Linked DNA regions of Rattus norvegicus: region 1 is linked to region 2. A link is a contact called in public Hi-C data. All regions are on one chromosome and are shown on one strand. The core of a region is the stretch at or near the end of the contact, and the rest is flanking DNA. Distances in the headings are between cores, read along the strand shown. Region 1 overlaps LOC102554307 (a long non-coding RNA gene). Region 2 overlaps Map3k1 (mitogen-activated protein kinase kinase kinase 1).

Region 1 (3,006 bases), core at 447-2,946, 260 kb after region 2:
TGAAGTCTAGAGACGTTAAGTCCCTGTGGTTAGGATTGGAACCCAGACCTACCTGCCTTCATAGCCTGGGCTTTCAGGGTGACTTACACTTCCTGCTCTCAGCCACTGTCCCGAGGCAAACGTGATTCGCTCGGCCTTTCCTGCTTTCGTTTGTATCTTCTGTCAATGGACAAAGCAGCAGTCTTTGGCCAAGGTTATGGGCTCCAAATGGGGAAGATGAAGATAGCCCCACCCACATCCTTGGGGTTTTCCCCCTAGTTTATAGGTGGACGGACTGCAAATTGGATAAGCCCTTTATCAAGTTTTAAATGTTTAAGGACAGTTGAAGCTTTAGGAGCTCTGCCAGTGAGGCAGTAGGAACAGTTGTTTGATAATAGTGCCTGGAAAATAACGCTTCTCAATAGGCAAATCCCACTGCCCTATGGCCTCAGTCATACATTCACAGCTGTGTTCCCACAGGCTGGGATCAAAGGGCCAGCTCTCCAGTCAGGAGGCTGCAGACTTCTAACAAGAACTAACTACAGGACCTGACTTTGAGGGTCTTCTGGCCCTTGAATCTATGCCCCATGGCAATCCCCTTCCTGCTTCTCTCCCACCCCCATCCATCCTCACACACGTCAGGATCTCCAGGTAGTCTGTGGTAACTCTCAGCACTCCTTCTAAGTCCACTGACTCCAACTGTAAAGGAAACCCTGGAGCTAAGGCTGCCATATCACACTTGAACCTATGAAACATCATCCCCTTCAGGCTGATTCTAAAGAGAAAAGTCCAAGACCCAGACTCACTGTCCTGTTTTATGAATTGTTTTTAATGCACAACAGTTTCGGATCACGTTTGCTTCCTCTTAGCTGTGTCTTTGAATTAAGAGAAAATTTCAAATGGTGAATTGAAACTTGCCACTGTGTGGATGGAATTCAAAGGTATTGTTCTAGGTGCAGAGTTTGCAGATTGGTTCTAAGCTTGTTTGGGGGACCCTAGGAGAATCAACAGTAACCTAAGTGGATTGAGAATATCCAGGGTGTCTTAAAATGGATATGTCACATTTCCTGTCCAGTGCACACTTAATTATTTTAAAAGGAGCTAGAAGAGATGATGTCCTTGCCTGCCTCTGTTCTACTGGGAACGGGAGTCATTCACAGAAGGGCAGGGAGGAGGGCTGGCTCAGTGTTAGCTTGGTAGCATAGATTAGAAGAAACAGTGCATGGTATTTTAGGCACAGATTCCCAAGCTAAAAACCTGCTTGGAACCATAGCTTGGAACCATAGCTCGCTACTTGTGTGACCTTGGAGAGCCATTTTCAGGACTCTGTGTCTGTACGTCTCCATTTGGAATGTCCACGCTGCTGTGGGCTGGCACGCTGCCTCTGCTTAGTGACCGCTATTCTTAAGAATGAAACCTATGTAGCAATTCTCAGAGTTTAGGAGGGAGGCAGAGGGCTGTGAATCTGGCAGAAGGGTACGACCTTCTCAAGGCACATCTATATTGATCCTTTAGAACCATCATCATGTGTCTACAGAAATTCAGAATGCTTCTTTTTTCTCTCACCTTGCCTCTGGGAGCAATGTGGTGGGCTGGCTCCGGGCCACATATGATGGTGAAATCAAAGGTGAAGGGAATTTCCTTTCAGTGGCAATCCACGATCGTATGCCAGAAAATGAAATGTGCTCACACTCCCTAATGAGCACCCACAGACTCTCACGATGAGGCCCATGACCAGTGACTGTGTTAACACTGAGCCTGATGTTTAAGGGCAGAAAGCACTATTTATCCTGTTGGTGTCCTTGGGAAGTCAGTTATCAACACATAAACCCTCACGTAAGCGCTTGACTCGGGGGCTCTAAGAAGCTCAGGGTTTGTCCCAGTACACAAGAAAGCCCTTCAGGTGCCAGCCAGGAGCAGCCTGGGCCGTGGAACATGACCTTGCCTCATCTCATAGTTGGCAGGACTCCCCATGGTGAGGGCAATCGTGGTTACCAAAACCAGTGGGTAAGGTGTTGAAACTCAGTGTCATGAGTTTCCAAAACCCCAAACAGTTGTCAACCATGAGTGACAGCACCACAACAACACAGCTGACTCATTTCCCACCCACACATGCCAGGGCTGCCATGTTGCTACAGAACTCTCTGGCAGAGGAGCTGTGACCAATGCTTTACCTAGGGCATCCGAGGCAGGGGAATACCACCCACCCCACCCCGCCCAGTGTGTGTGTGTGTGTGTGTGTGTGTGTGTGTGTGTGTGTGTGCCAGTGTGTGTATGTATGTGTGTGTGTGTGCCAGTGTGTTTGTTTGCCAATGTGTGTGTGTGTTTGCGTGTATGTGTGTGTGTGTGTGTGTGTGTGTCTGTGTGTGTGTCTGTGTCTGTGTTTGTGATTGGATATTACTCTTTGAGCTTAATAAACTGAAGTGTGCAGACATTTCCTCCAATGAAGGCAATGTGGCCACAGCACACACAGAGACAGAGGGATGAAAACTAAAAATTTCTTTATTGCTTTTACTACCGTATCTCCTCAAAGGCTAGTGATACATGAACTGCTGGCTGGAAGACAGTAATGGACACACAATGAACTCTGATTTTGTCACTCCCGTATCAGAAATGTATTGATTCAGGTGATAGTTAAAGGCTTATTGTGGTTATGGGTTAAAACTGTGGGTTTATGTCCCTTTGTTGATAAATTGGAAGACAGAACGACAGAAATAGAAATGGGGGTTATGTGATAAGATGGCTTCTTAGGTTAACAGTAACTAAATCAAAATTATGTCTGAGTCGGTGAGAGTGCTTGCTGCTTCTAAGATGAGAAGATGAGAGGTGAGAGTTTAGATCCCTAAACCCATATTGGGTAGCTCACTACTGTCTGGACCTCCAGGGCATCCTATGCTCTCATCTGGTCTCTGGGGATATCCAAATGCATACACACACACACACACACACACACACACACACACACACACACACACACAGAGAGAGAGAGACAGACAGACAGACAGACAGACAGACAGATGTAGAGAG
Region 2 (3,010 bases), core at 299-2,798:
TATTCATTATTTAGTTATCTGTCACTTCAAGATTCATCTTAGGCTCAAACAACACATTACTAAATGCTTGTGAATTACACTTAGTGCTTCTGACTTAGACACACAAAGATTCTACATTAAATTCTTTTTTTTTTTTTTGGAGCTGAGGACCGAACCCAGGGCCTTGTGCTTGCTAGGCAAGCGCTCTACCACTGAGCTAAATCCCCAACCCCTCTACATTAAATTCTAACTCCTTAAAGTTGTGGTGTTTAAAAGATGTGTGTGTGTGTGTGTGTGTGTGTGTGTGTGTGTGTGTGTGTGGCATGCATGCACGCGTGTGTGTGCATAGGTGTCAGAGCACTGACCATGGAGGCCGGTAGAGGATGTCAGAGCTCTCAGAACTGGAGTTACAGATGGCTGTGAGCTGCCATCTGGGTGTTGGGAACCAAACCCAGGTCCTCTGCAAGAGCAAATGTGCATGTTTGTCACAGCTGGGCCATCTCTGCAGCCCCTACAGTTGTATTACTCAGTTCATGATCTTGATACAAATCCTTTCACCAGCTATACAATACATAGGAACACAGTACAAATCAATTCAGATCGCAGTTTACATTAGCCCTTCAAAACTACCTTATATTTGAATAGTTCAGCAAAGTGGTAAAGTTAAGACAAATGCCTCGTTATTAATTAAGCCATGTTAACAAAAGTCTATCAACCCTCTAAACATCACGACTGCAAAATTCTGAAACCGCATTCCGTAGCTCGGACACTGGCAGGTTTGCTAGTGTCCATGCCCTCAACTTCTAGGGAGAGAACACACTACTGTTAAAAACAAAACTAAGAATGAAAAAGCTCGGGTGGATCACACCCCAGTAGATCTCTGGATTTGCAAGTGGATCTCAGGAATCCCTGTAGTGACTTGTAAAGGGATCATCTCAGGAGACACAGCAGCCCCACCCCTGAGAATGTAGCTCCTAGTAGATCCAGGCCTTAGCCACAAGCCGGTCACTCTCCCCAGTCACTCTTTAGAACAGCTCTGTCCGTCATGAGAGAAGACAAAACCACCTGAGCCAGTTGGTTTGCTACACGGAAATTACGGCCGAGCTCTGAACTGTGTCAAGTGCTGTTTACCTGGTGTTAGAAGAATCCCAGCTATTGGAGCCCTGCAGAGTTAGGAGAATCCCCTCTACTGCAAGATGGACCAATTAGAGCTGACTGCCCAGGCCTGAAAAACTAAAGATCATGGGAAGGGAAGGGGCTCAAGAAAAACAACGCTTTACTCAGTAGGGGGCGCTCCTTCCTTAAAAATGTAATTTAGACAATTATTAATAGCAAAGGTACCCGCCCACAAATCACTTAGAACAGAAGTGGCATTCTCTCTGACATCCGGCTGCAAGTATAGCTGGAGTCATGGTCTTCCTAAGGAATGTCTTCCTCACCTCGCTGGAATCCTGAAGCCCTTCATAAATGTCCGTTTCTTTTCACTTTTGCATAAGCTGTGACTTAGCTGGACCAAGCTGCTTTGGCTGGCAGGGTCTGACTCACAGCTGTTGGCTCATGCTTCCAAGTCTCCCATTGGAACCAGCTTCCAAGACAAGCGTGAGAGTGTGACAGAAGCTACCATTCCCACTAGAGCAGCAGTGACTCTTTCGAAGCACACACGCGCACGGCAGCCAATCCTTTTTGTCAGGAACGGCTATCTCAATTAACTATCAACTAGGCTGATAATGGACGACACAGTTATAAGCCTCAAGACTTTCAAATTGAAACAAGGAAACCACTTGGCAGTGGATAAAACTTGAGTTTTCCTAGCACCATGGAAGGAAGCACAAAAGTTCTTCCTCCGCGCTCTCCCTCGTGTGTCCGCCTGGGACTAGTGCCTGAGCTCCCTTCATGCTGTACCCCTAGGGGCAGGGCAGGTTTTTAAAATTATTTATTTTTAAACTTTTTTATTCAAATTGTTTCTTTGATGGGAGAGTGTTTTGCCTGCAATGTGCTTAAGTACCTGAGGAGGTCAGAAGAAGGTACTGGAGTTCCTGTTACCTGGGACTGGAGTGAATCGAACCTGCATTCTCTGGAAGAGCATCAGTGCTCTTAACTGATGAGCCATCGCCCCACTCAGTCTTTTAACAGTCTACAGGCTCACATTTCGAAGCCCCTAGGTCAGTGTCCCAGACACTTAACTTCAGCCCCCCCAGACCACAGCCCCTCTAACAGTGCAGAGAACCTTCCTCCAGCCTCCTGCACACGGCACTTTCCTAGCCTGTCCCTAGCACCAGATTTTGAATGAGGGCAGAAGTGGGTTACAACTCTACAAGCATTGTCTCAGTAGAAAGGTTGGCACAGAGAAGGACTACATAAGTACAAGCTGAATAGGGTAGACTGTCCTCCTTGGGCTGTGTCTACCTGAGGGCAAGACAGTCTCACTCAGCTTTCAGTCTACAAGCAGTGCTGACCGAGGCCCCTCAGGTATGCAGATGCTGAGAAAAAAAAAATGCTCTTCCCACAGGAGCCTCCAAACCAAAAAGATCCCTGTGTGGTGAGGGCAGTCTCTGAGGCCCCGTGGAAACATCTGCCATGCCCTGAGGGGCGCTGTGTGGAGAAGGGAGCTCAGATAATACTCCTGCGGTGCCCCAGGAAAACACCAAGACAGGAGCTTTTGTCTTTCGTGAACAGACCTTTCTCATTGCCTGAGGCTTGCCCATGTGATCTAGTTAATTTGATTTTCCTGAGGTTAGTGAGAAAACACAGCCCTGAGGAAGATCCAAGAGTCTGTGTCCCGTAGGTGGGCAGGGGTACCTTATCAGCAAAGCAACCTGGGAGGCAGCAGAGAACTAAGCTAGCCTGGAGTGGTGCCCAAGGATGGCAAGGGCCAGAACTGGCAACCCAGACACAGGGGGAAGACAGAGCTGGCAGGAAGTGTAAGACCCAAGAAGGTGAGCTGTGCTGTTTGCACACAGTAACATGAATGATGAGTTTTATTATGATATTTTCATACATGTGTGTAATATGCTGTCCACCATTACCCTCC

What was found. A called contact is a pair of places that touch in the nucleus more often than the background predicts.
Region 1: a Hi-C map of mammary epithelial cells shows a contact between it and region 2, with 4 times the contacts expected there. The contact joins two enhancer-like sites.

The regions. Positions count from the first base shown.
Region 1 is chr2:45,388,610-45,391,615 of GRCr8, forward strand. All of the region lies in intron 1 of LOC102554307 (a long non-coding RNA gene), which reads left to right. Among named protein-coding and RNA genes, the nearest start is that of Map3k1, 240 kb to the left of the region's middle. Within about 2 kb of position 1,697, at least 14 of the 93 cell types and tissues checked have an H3K27ac peak or open chromatin away from gene starts, as enhancers often do.
Region 2 is chr2:45,124,818-45,127,827 of GRCr8, forward strand. The region is part of intron 2 of Map3k1 (mitogen-activated protein kinase kinase kinase 1); the gene reads right to left. Among named protein-coding and RNA genes, the nearest start is that of Map3k1, 22 kb to the right of the region's middle. Within about 2 kb of position 1,549, at least 22 of the 93 cell types and tissues checked have an H3K27ac peak or open chromatin away from gene starts, as enhancers often do.